Linked DNA regions of Anas platyrhynchos: region 2 is linked to region 1. A link is a contact called in public Hi-C data. All regions are on one chromosome and are shown on one strand. Each heading gives the region's core, a stretch centred on a gene start, on an enhancer-like site or on the middle of the called end of the contact. The rest is flanking DNA. Distances are from core to core; before and after follow the strand shown. Region 1 overlaps KCNE2 (potassium voltage-gated channel subfamily E regulatory subunit 2). Region 2 overlaps KCNE2 (potassium voltage-gated channel subfamily E regulatory subunit 2).

Region 1 (5,959 bases), core at 678-3,177:
CCGAAGCTTTATCAGGCAACTTTAAACAGCCTTCCCTCTCTTTCGCACTGACTCTGTTGTCTCCCACAGTCTAAGACGCAGGCAGGAACTCAAGGCCCTGAAGAACAGTGCTCTCTTGACTGCTAACAGCTCCAAGAAATGGCTATATATAACTGCTGTCTGTCACAGCTGTGCATTTCATAGCCTTACTGCCTGTTCAGTAGACAAATGTCTTCTGTTCTTGCCCAGTTCCCAGACCCAAAGCCACCGTTGGACACAAGAGCTGAACTTCAGCAGCTTGGTTCCAAGGACCTTTCCCTAGGCTGCTGTGAGTCTCTCTCCTGGCCAGCTTTAAAGAGATGGCAACCCTTTTCTAGCCACTCTTTCTTCATCACCACAACAGCAATCAGCTGAACAGCCTTCCTGAATTTCTGCGTTATCCTCTTGTTTTCTAAATCAAATATAACAAAGTTTGAATGTTTTTCAACAGAGTTGAAAAATATCATAGACCAGGCTATAATTGCCTTTTGCTTTTGATGCCTACCAGAAGCAAATCTTGACTAAAGGGGTTCCTAGCGATTGAATTCTACCTTTTTTTCTGCTTGCTCTCCTGGTGGGCTGCTACAAATGGAGGTTCACTTCCCCTGGAAAATCACACAGCTGTGTGAAGTGTTCTTAGCCTTCTTTCACATCTCTGTCCGTAGAAAGAAGTCCAGCTGAACATCTACAAATTGGACTGCTGTTAATTTATCTTGGAAAGTCTCATATGGATATGCCTGGAACCTAAGTTTTCTCAGGTCCTCAGTTCAGATGGGGCCCCTTTTTTTTTTCTCTTCTAAATCTCATGTCAAGAATTTGAGCCAAATATGGCTATATCTTATCCTACATCCGGATCTAAATAAAAACTGTGCCACAAATCATATTTCCAAGATTTTTCTCTTCAAGCAATTTTTCTTTTTTTTCTTTTTTTCTTTTCTTTCTTTTTTTTTTTCCTGAGGGCACATTTTACCGCGCTATTAGAGCTAGTTTCTATTAGGCTTGTTTATGGAAGGAGGAAAAAATTAATGACAACATCAGAGAGATTCTTTGGTGAGATCCTATTTACAAAGTATGCCCACAAAGTCCTATTTCCCAGAAAAAAAAAAAAAAAGAGAAACAAATGACAGCAGAATATTTTCTTGCTCACAGTTACTAAGTCTCCCCCTTCTGTCAGTTCTGCTTTTTCTCATGATGACACACATAACCATTTCTGTCTGTTGGCTTTCTTTTTCTCACGTGTACAGAGGCTGCCTCTGATTGTAGACCCTCCATTTTGCAATTAGAGAACGTCTCAGCCCACATTTCTTATCTTCTGACTAGGCCTCATCTATTTTTTCCTCCCCTTTCACTGTGTGAGGAGATTACTATGGAGCAAAGATTTTGCTTCAAGGCAACTAGTAACACCTTGCTATAAACAGCTCGATATCACATGCTATATTCTGTTTGCATCTTCTGAGGCCATAGTTCATCCCTCAGTCATGTGAACGCTCGGCACTGCCAGGTCACGTAGCAGCTGAAGGCATGGTTGTGTGGGCAGGCTGTGAACGGTCGCTGCTGCTAGCTAGATCACACAACAGCGATTTTGTGCCACGGACACGCTGCCAGAAGTGTCTCAGAGTGCCTCGTGTGCCTCAGCTCCTTGCTTGCTTTTATGAACAGCAGTGAGACAGAGAGACTGGGGGCTTGGTGCTGGCTTTGTACCTGCTGGGAGTGCTCTGACTCTGGCTACCCTGTAATGCCCAGCTATTACGAATCACGACAGTTTCTCCAAGATTGCTTCTCTGCTATTTCCACAGCCCTTCCGCCCCTAACTACTCTTACTCCCTCATCACTAAAATATTTCCTGTAATGTAGCTTCTCAGGCTACATCAAGGGCGCTTCTGGTTGCCCGGTATTTCACTGTGTGTAACCTTTTGTATGTACCTCAGAGAAGCTGGATCCAGACCTTTCTCAATTCCAGCAGTAGGTTTTTGCCATCCTTCATAGACAACCACTTCAGATCATGCCTGTGTGGACATGTACAGACAGAGCTCAGGTCTTCTCTGCTCTCCAGGATGGCTTCTTAGCTAGGTGTGCTGATGCAGATATTTGACTTCTGGGTAGAAGTTAGCCTGTACCTGCCCATGAAGATATGCCCTCTGACAGCTTTTATGATACTCCCAATTACAAGCCTGTAAAAATAAGCAAATAAGCTCTACCTTGCACAGTTCTTAGCACTGTTTCCAGGACCAACTCCAGAGAAGCAAAAGCATCCTAGGAAAAAACAATACACTGTATATCCCAGAGATCCCATCACCTTCATCCTGCTGTGAAAGGCAAAAGGAAACAAAATTTTCCTTCACAATATCAATCAGGTTATTGTTGTGCATAAAAACCTCCGATTCAGGATTTGCCTATCCAAAATACTGGCTTCCCCCACTGCAATCGCCAACCGCTGAGCTAGGCTTCCTTTGTAGTCAGCCAGCTGAGGTGCTTTGCAGGGCGTGATTCATCCCACCCTCAAGCAGGTACCAAAATTAGGGCAACAAAGTCCTCAGGGGAGCAGCTCTGATGTAGACACCTACCCCCAGACTTCTAAAGTTCAGTAACAGGAATCCCACCTCCCGACACTTTTCAGATGACCCAGTTTATCAACAACTGTCATTTATCTCAGCAAAAAAAAAAAAAAAAGAGCAGATGCTCTGATCTGTAGTTTCATTACACTACTTTTATTGAAAACTCCAGGCCTGTACCACAGAAGTCTGGGAAAGACTAGCCCTTCAGACTGCACCAGGGGCTTAATAAGAATGAAAACAGCTTCACAACACATCTGGCTTCCAGTTTGAGAGATCACCTGGACCTCTGTCATCTGATTTCACACACAGGTGCAGTCCCAAATCAAATAGATACTTAATCAAGAACCTTACAGGACTCTGAAGTGTATATTTTACAACATTTCAGCCCAAACTACCTTCTATTTACTTAATATTACTGTTCAAACAACTCCCAAGACATACATGGAGCTTTATAAACACATAAAGCAGATAGATCGCAGTCCGTGAAAGCTTTGATTCTAAACAAAACATAGCAGCAAATGAAGACAGACTGCTGTGTGGGGGCTGAGGAAATGGTTACAACCAGCAAGGCTAACTTCGAATAGACTTCACATTAAAAAAACAAAAAAAGTTTGCACATTTTTCAGTTGATATTTCTGGGCCTGGTATTTTATGCTTGAAAAGCTTCTTCCTGACCTGTCTGGTTTTATTTGCATTGAACCATTTGCCTCATCAGAGTTTCCCAAGAGACTGCAGGATTGTCGTAAAACTCCCTGCCGCTCTATTTTAAGCAGGCTATCAATGCACTTGAGTGTTCAGACTATTAGGGGCTGCCTCCACCCCTGCTAACAGGCAGGGAGTACTGACCGCAGGCTCCTCTCGGGTCACCTCCTGTGGTGCATTGAGCAGCAGCCTTCCTTGGAGGACCCCACTCTGAGAAGGACAGGAGATGGAAAGAGCTTCTCAGCCTGCTGAGCTTCTGCACGCAAGACACAGCAATCTGGTACCTCATTTACTGCTCGGGACAGGCACAAAGGAAGCCTGGAGCTGCCTTGCTGGTTGCAGCTGAGCCTCTGTGGGGCACGCAGATGTCCACACCTCTACCTTTCTCTGCACCACCACAGCTTGCACTGACCTGGCCTGGGGGAGCAGGAGAACCATTCACACCAAGGCTGTGTCTTTCCCCCTGTAACCCTACAGGCTGATCCCAGCCCTCTGGGCAAAACTGAGGATGAGAGGAATGAGATGGGGAAGAGGTCACGCTGCCTCCTGGCCCCAGACCTTTGAACGGATGGGGTGGGTGGCTAAAGCCTGCATATGATTGTATGATCTTGTTCTAATATAAATAAGGCCAAAAAAAATATATGTTTATTGGCTGCTTGACTAGCAAAAAGTCTTCTGCCATTTTGGCCCAGTTCGTCTGTCTCCTCTCTGCACCTCCAATATTTCCTGATCATCTAACCTCTGTTTTGCATATCTAATTCTATGCTGACACACGCTGCCTGCAACAGCTATTCATCGATGCTAAATTACTGCTCTTATTCTCACCCTAATCTGTCTCTAATAGTAATTATATGTTACTTCCTATATCACCTTATGCTAAATCCTGAATGTAGGCCCACTAAGACAGTGAGGATTAAATGATACCACACCTATCAGACAGCCTTTGTGTATACATTGCCACCCACATGCACGGTAGGGTGACAACCCCTCTGCTTTCCCCTCTGACCTATACATGTCTGTGTACCCTGCAGCTCGTGTCCAGCTGGAGGACTTAACATGCAATGGAAGGGGTCCCTCTGACCACCATCCACAGGGCCAAAACACCCACCAGGACCTCTGCCACCTCCACACTTCAGGCAGCCCCACTGATTCTCCTAATGATGGTCAAAGCCTTGTAGTGCCTGCCCACCGCTGCCACCCATAAAACACAGGGATGAAGTTCCTCTGTAGTCCAAGGACTATTGACCACTAGACTTCCCCTCAACCTCCCTTTAGGGAGCTTGCAGGGGAGCCACCAAGGGAGCATAAGCTTTTTCCACTCGTTGCAGGAGGGTGAATTTTATCTCTAGTGCTTGCATACTGTAGAATGGCATAAATTAAATCAAAGTGGAGCTGAGGAAATCAATTAGAGAGGAGTCTCTGCAGGATTTAGATGGTTTGCAGTAAATAAGGCCTGGGGCCACACGCTGAATGCTGAGAATGAACCAGTAATAATGAATTGTGACCCAGTCAATGAGGACCATCCGGCCAGCACACCAAAAGGGGACATCATGTCACAGAAAACAGAGCACATGAGCATGTAATTGGAAACCATATCGCGCCTGCATACATGCAAGCAGCAGGAATGGACAACACACAAGCAATTCAAGTCTTCTTCATAACTTCTGAGTGCTTTACATCCCAATCTTCACATTTTCTGGTTTCATAGATTGAAGATACCAATAAAGTGATAGGGCAGAGACTTGTTAACCATCAAAATTACCTTCATCAAAAACTCAGCTCTCAGAGGCAGCTAATGAAACCGCACTCGTAAAGCAATCACAGAGTATTCAAAATAGGCACATGGGAAGTAGCTCATGGAAATGTACTGGGCTGGAGCACACAAAGTGTGCCTGCATAGCCCCTGGGGAAAACACAGTTACATGCTGTGTTGCAAGAGAGGCTGCTTTCTGCAGAGAGGTAGCTCAAAAATCAGCACAACTCAAAATTCCTTCATGTGCTGCCATAGTACCTTATTGTGGAAACATACATGGATCTGCAGAAACTTATTCCACCTGCCTCAAAGGAACTAAGATATACGGTGTGAGCTTTTAAAGCCTGACAATTGTAGAACATCAATAATTCAAAACCTGTGTATGACTCACACTGCCCAACCCATCCCCCTAAGGTTACTTTTACTTAATATTCACAGAAGGCACATTGTTATTTCTTCTTCAAAAAAAGTCATGAATAACTTACCATTCATTACCCAAGCAATTTTTTTTTTACAACTGACTTTATATAAAAGAATAAGAAAGCATAGAAAATGTTGATTCCCCAACCTCTTAAAATCTTCCTACCTTATTGATATTGAGCATAAAAGCATTATTCAAAAACTTTTAGTTTGCAGAACATTACAGTTTTGTTTGTTTGTTTAAAGGGCTCAACTTTGATATGTATTTGTTTTATAAGCAATATCCACCTCTGTTCCTAAAAATGCAATGAATGAAGAAAAAAAAAAAAAAGGCAAATATCAGACTAGATTAATATTTTCAATTATCTACAAATTAATATATCAATATATCAGAAATCACTCTTCAGACTACCAGAGAAATGTGGACTGATAAATTCTGTTACACTCTGTTTGGCAGAAGATGGTAAATTCTCAAGCATTCCACCTGGGATCATTTTAATCATTTCAAACC
Region 2 (6,049 bases), core at 2,727-5,226, 74 kb before region 1:
GACTGGCTGAAGAAAGTCTTGAATCATCTCTGTGATTTTTGATTTTGCCAACCCACACTCACAATTAAAGTAAAAACATGGTTTCCGTAGCTTGAGGCTCATCTAGATTAATTTCATCTTCTTGGAGGGGAAGTCTCCAAAATTTCAGCAAGGAGACTTTTTCTTAAAACTGATCTGCAAAACTTGTGTTGTTTTTGGTTTTTGTTTGTTTGTTTGTCTGTTTTTCTGCTTTCTCTGGTCAGATTTTAGTTTTGATATGTAAACCTTTGCATTACAGCTAAGAACTACCCTAAAGCTAACACACCAGATAAGTGCTCTGTAATGGGTTGAAGAGAGTGGTGTGTCATCTGTGTGCCCATTTATCAGGAGGACCAAACCCGTGGGGAGATCACTCACATTTTTTACTTCAAAGGCTCCATATCAGACCGTATTTGGCACACATCTCAAAGCCCTGTGCCTAACCTGGATCTCTGGCTAAATGTCATCATAGAAGACAAGGAAGCTGATTAGATATAAAAATATCTGTGTCTTTGGAATGCCTGCCAGTGAAGCAAAAGTGGATTTAATCTCTTCCAGATACATGGTTTTCCACAGAGCAGAACAATGAGATGTCCCTTGCTTTTTCTCTCAGAGAACACGGAATACCAGAGATGATGCAGATCCCTTCAACCGCAGCTGGCATTGTTGCTCTAAATACCATTTCCTATTTGAAGGGCCAACTGCAGTCTTATTAAGGTAGCAAACACTTTATCTTTCCCTTCAGATATCAGGCCAGTAGCAAAAGCACTCTAAGGTGACCCAAAATGGGTTCCTCCTATTTCTTTCTGTCTGCAGCTGAGGACTATGAGACAAAGAAGCAGACCATGAAGAAACGGCCGTGAAGAAATGGCCACAGAAGAAAAAGTGATGTTCTACCAGTATTAGGCTACAGGCATTTTGTTTAATATCCTTGCACTGATAGGTACTCTTCTGTCTGGAAGTCTCAATGTTGCTTTAAGCACAAGACCGGCTCAGTCTTAGAGTGAAAGCTCTTTTCACTGGAATCTTTTGACAAACTCAATGTATTTTTAAGCTCTATCTTTTTAGAAGATATTTGCTGAAAATACAGATACAGTTTTGCTCATGTAACGCTAAACAATCTGGAAGCTTCCAGACGCACTGCATGTGGTGTGAGATTTTCTTTAACAAGTTGGAACTTTGAAGGGAGCTTTATCTCACCAGGCAGGAACAGCATGAGCTGTACCCTGTAGCATCTCACAGCTGATACGAGTCTGAGGAAGGGTGAGAACATTACTTCCGAAGGACACAGACACATACCACCCAGAGACAGAGCCTGGCTACCCACACAGAGCAGCCTCAAGGAGGTCCACATCTGCAGGACTGCACTCTGTGCTCTCTTGCTGTCTGTGGGACTTTTTTGGGTAATAGGACCACCATGTACCTGAGCAGCTCAAATGAAAACATTAATTTGCTAACCGCATTTCAGGAAAGGAACTGAAAACAAAGACTTTCAAGGAAAATGAGGTGTGTAATACAATTAAAATTAATGGGAGCTAGGAAATGCAATTGCTTTGAGAAACAGAGTGGGTGTTTTTTATGGTCACTGAGTGACTCTGATGGGACAGAAGGCTGAGCCTAGGTCTTCTCAGCTGTGGCTGTCTCTGCTCACCCACTGACCCCTGATAACTTTGCCGTAGAGAGATTTATGAACCCTGTCCTCCACATAATCTGCATCAGAGTTCTCATTCCTACATAATGCCCTACCTTATACCTAACATCCATGCTACCTGGATGATGAAAATCTGCCTGAGAAATCTGGCAGTGTCCTAGAGTTGCCCTTGCTCTTTTAAACAACGGTCCCTATATTCACAGGTAAGCAGTATTTTTAATTGATCATTAATGACACATCACAGGTAGCTGAAGTTCATGAGATGAGTGATGACCAAAGGCTCATCTGAACCATCCTGAACTTTGCGGAACTGGAGATCAGATACTGTGTCAGGAATCATTAATAATCGATTGAAACCAACTCTCCCATTTAACAGGAGGAATTCAGGAGCTTAGAGCCATCTTTGTGATAGAATCTGATCCTAATTCATATCACTGTGTACCTGAGCTCTTCCTAGGTTAGCCATAATCCCAGAACAATGTCCCTGGTAATTTTTATGGTATCATCAACTGTAATCAAGGAAATGATCTCAAATGCATATGCAAAATAGGGTCTAGAATCACAGCCTGTACAGCATCAAAATGGCAAGTAGGCAGAACACAGAAATCCCCTTTTACAGATGATTATTATTATTATTGAATACAGTTGTCTTCCACCTCAGACAGAACTCTAACAGTTCATCTTCCTCTCGGAAAGGGGATGGAGTCTCAGGTTGGTGTGTGGGAAGGGGGAGGAGGAAGCACAGGTGCAGTCTGCATGATGCCTGGGCCACTGAGGAGCTGTGAGATGGGTCTGTCAAAATCTCATCCAAACCTAAAGCCATTAAGTTTCAACAAGTTGGTGATTTCCTTGTTTTGTTGCTGTTTCTTCAGCCAGCTGCCATGGTGATGGATCCAGTCCGGAGGGGGTACTAACACAATACTGCTGCTGTATTCTGGAGAGCACTGCATGCTCCAGCGTGGCAGTCTCCCTCTGCTGCTACTGCCAGCTGCTGCAAGGGTTTGACAGGAGCTCCTGGGTGCACATATGAACAAGTTAAAAGAGAGGTTAGCCCATGGTCATCAAAGCCAAGTGCCTCCTCAGGACTTGCTCTGATTCAGAAACCCAGACAGTGGCAACAGTAGATAAGGATAGGTCTGGGCTTGGCCCACTGGAGCTGATGAAGAATTATTTGCTGACACAGTAACCATGTGAGCATCCTTCTGGCTAGATGGTAAACCACAGGGAGTCTGGAATCAGTTGCCCAGGTTCAGGTTTGAGGTATGTAGTGTGTATTATGATCTACTGAAGATGGGGCCTGAATCTTGGAGAGGCTGCAGAAGTTCCCATGGAAGGGTTGCTGCAGCTGTAAGCACACTGAGGACACTGAAGTGTATGGATGAGGCCAACTTTTATGGGAATAACTCTGCCACTTAGGTTAGCACTCACAGAGAGACACTTGCACACGTGGTTACTGTGCAGGCAAACCCCTAGATGAATCTGGTACCATTTACCAATGGAGCCAGGAAGAAGAAGGCATGCCTTATGCTGGCTGAAATGCACTTAGCCTTTCCTCTCAGTCTGGCTGAGAAGACGAGGGCAAAGTTATCAAGAATCAAAGTGCAGAAAACTGCATGGATATTCTTCCTGTTTACAACCTAGTCAGCGTCAAAGTTTGGCCGCCCAAAAGGCTGGAGCCGACGGCTGGGTAACCCTACGAGCTGGCACTTCTATTTACTCGCCTTTGCTAAGCCACAGATTCACCTTCACTCTTGCACTCTGACTATATCCAGACAGCAAAGGAGAAAGCCAGAGGCTGAGCTCGTGCACGTCAGGTGCCGTTTTCGGGAGTGACCACACCGTGTCCCCACAGAGCTGCACTTCCATCCCTCCATCCACCCGCAGAAAGGCTTCCAAGTGGTAGCTCATCTGCATGCCCATAAATACACCCCCCTCCAGCGCTGCTGTAACCCCTACTTATATGGTTAGAGCTGGCAGGAAAATAGTCCTGACCTTCAATTGCTACCAGTCCACTCAGTCCAGGCCCGGTGAGGCGAGTACATAAAAAAAAAAAAAAAAAAAAAAACAACATGTAAAGGTCAAAATTCAAGGTCTGCTGCTCATTACTAAGAAATAGCACCAGAAACCCTCCTCATTTGCATAAAACACTTCGTGCTGAGATCTGAAACGTCCTGAAAACAAAGGTAAGCACCACTAGCCCCATTTCACAGATGGAAAAGTGACCCGATTGCCAAGACCACACAGCAGGCACGCAGCAGACCTGAACCAGATTAGGCTCGTGGCTGTCTCTTATCGCCGCACTGGACCACACTCCCAAGCCTGTGCAATAAGGAGACAGTGGGGTTTTGTTTTCCCAAACTCTGGAACGCCAGAGGTTACTATCGTGTATCTGAAAGGGCAGAGCAATGTGGGCCGTGACACCTTACCTCCTTCCCTTGCCCTTTCAAACACAGCATGTCTCTTCAAAAGTTGGGCAATTCAAGGAGGACATGGGATCCTCTCATCTGCAGCCAGGCCTGCCACCCACCTGGTTGGTATTCAAGGGTGGGAGCACTAGGGTCAGATGAGGCCCATATCATCTTGCTAAAATGGGGAAAGGGGTGGGGAGAAAAGGGGGAATAAGTACATGTAGGACCATGGTTTCACAGTGAAGACCATCAACAGCCACCAGGCACACAGAGATCCCTGGCCAGACTGTTCACTGGGATAAAGGCAAATTTGAGAGCAGTGACGCACAGAGAAAAAGTTTGAAGGACACCTTCAAACCAAGAGCAAGAGCAACAACTTTCCATAGGGCAAGATACTTCTTCCTTGATTATAAAGACTTTCAGGAAGCCCACAGACAGGAAAGCCCTTAGATGAGAGGAAGATAACTGTTAATCCACCAGCAGATTGCAGCAGATTTGAAGGAAAGCTCACAGCTCTCAGAGTGGCATGTCAGCACATCGCTGTGACAGTAGGCCTCATCTCACTACAGGTACACCCCCAGTCAGCAATAGTTACTCTGTGGCTCAGATCATCATTTCTGGGCAGAAAGATGTAGGGCCAGACCACCAGCCCCATCTCAGCAAGGCGCTCGTGCCATGCCTCCACCTACTGAGGTCACATCACTAGCTCTTCCATCAGTCCATTTCGCATCAAGGATTCTTCAGCTAACCAGTCATCTGATCATTAGCCATTTTTTTTTGCTCCAGAAAAAGAAGGTAACCAGTGAGTCTGGTTTTCAGCAGTGTAATTGTACGTTGATGGCTCATGGTGGAGGAGCCCAATGGAAAGCCATGGGACACAGCCCCACATCTACAAAAGTGGAAAACCAGAGGATAAGCTCCTAGGATCAGATCCACACAACACAATGGAGAGAGTGAACACAAAGGTTCACTCTCTCCATTGCCACATAGGCCTTCAGCTTAGAGGCACAGCAAAACACAGAATCCTTCCCTGCACATGCCGTCCTAATGGAAAAGACTGTCTTACTTGGGAAAATTGCAGTTGCCCCACCTACCCCATCTCATGTGAGCAAGTTGCTTCAGTTTTGCCCCTAATGGCATAACCTGTTCACTGTCCATCCAGGCCTAAATTGCAGAGAAATCCTGCATCCTGCCTTCCCCAGCTGATCACAAGGCCACTGGAAGCTTCACACAGGCTATGGAGTGCATGAGGGAGAGCAAGTGGCTCTGAAGTGAAGTGGCATAGAGCAGCAGAGTCTACACAGTGACTACACAGGGCTGGAGGACTGATACCATAGGAAACGTCTGCATTGCTGTTCAGCAGCACACTGAAAGTCCTTCCTGGAAGACAGCAAAGAGTGGACCATAGCTACCATGTCCAGTGGGATTTCTTCTTTCAGGCCATCTCACTCCTGGATGGATCAGCATATTTCTGTTTTGGCCAGGTTACTCCATCAGCGTGCTCCTTGAGGCGCCATGTCTATGGCTTCAGGAACTGAAGCCAGGCAAAGCAGCTGGAGGCTCAACCCTATGTTCTTAATATCAAGGCTGAGCCCTTAAGCCAGAAGCAATCAGGCCATCAGGGTCAGGGAACATCTTGAAATGGAGACAGAAGGGCTCCATGCTCCGTGAGGGCCCTGGGGCTCTGTTTCAGCTCCATTGTTTTATAACCCTCTCGATTTTTGTAATTTTTAGAGAAGGATGCATCTTGTACTTTCTTTTACAGGTTCTGATACTACTGACTGTTTAACATGTGAAAGGGCAAATAGCTCTTAACCCGAAGTCACTGCCATTAGCAGAGGGTTTCTAGGCTTAACTTTTATTTTGGTTAAGAAAAAAGGCCAGGAGAGCATGTGGCTTGTGATTACACTCCCAGCCTTTCTGCCAGTATCGTGACCCATCTCTTATGGGTACAATGAAGATGAATGATCTC

Evidence for each region. Hi-C and Micro-C count contacts between places; a contact is called where the count stands out from the background.
Region 2: a Hi-C map of F5 follicle shows a contact between it and region 1, with 2.0 times the contacts expected there. The contact joins two enhancer-like sites. A contact is called at or near these places in 3 of 8 Hi-C or Micro-C datasets (F5 follicle, skeletal muscle and small yellow follicle).

Annotation. Positions count from the first base shown.
Region 1 is chr1:111,207,324-111,213,282 of IASCAAS_PekinDuck_T2T, reverse strand. The region is part of intron 2 of KCNE2 (potassium voltage-gated channel subfamily E regulatory subunit 2); the gene reads right to left. Among named protein-coding and RNA genes, the nearest start is that of KCNE2, 11 kb to the right of the region's middle. Within about 2 kb of position 1,927, at least 2 of the 8 cell types and tissues checked have an H3K27ac peak or open chromatin away from gene starts, as enhancers often do. A contact at or near this core is called in small yellow follicle, where this site is marked.
Region 2 is chr1:111,282,923-111,288,971 of IASCAAS_PekinDuck_T2T, reverse strand. All of the region lies in intron 2 of KCNE2 (potassium voltage-gated channel subfamily E regulatory subunit 2), which reads right to left. Among named protein-coding and RNA genes, the nearest start is that of SMIM11, 20 kb to the left of the region's middle. Within about 2 kb of position 3,976, at least 5 of the 8 cell types and tissues checked have an H3K27ac peak or open chromatin away from gene starts, as enhancers often do. A contact at or near this core is called in small yellow follicle, where this site is marked.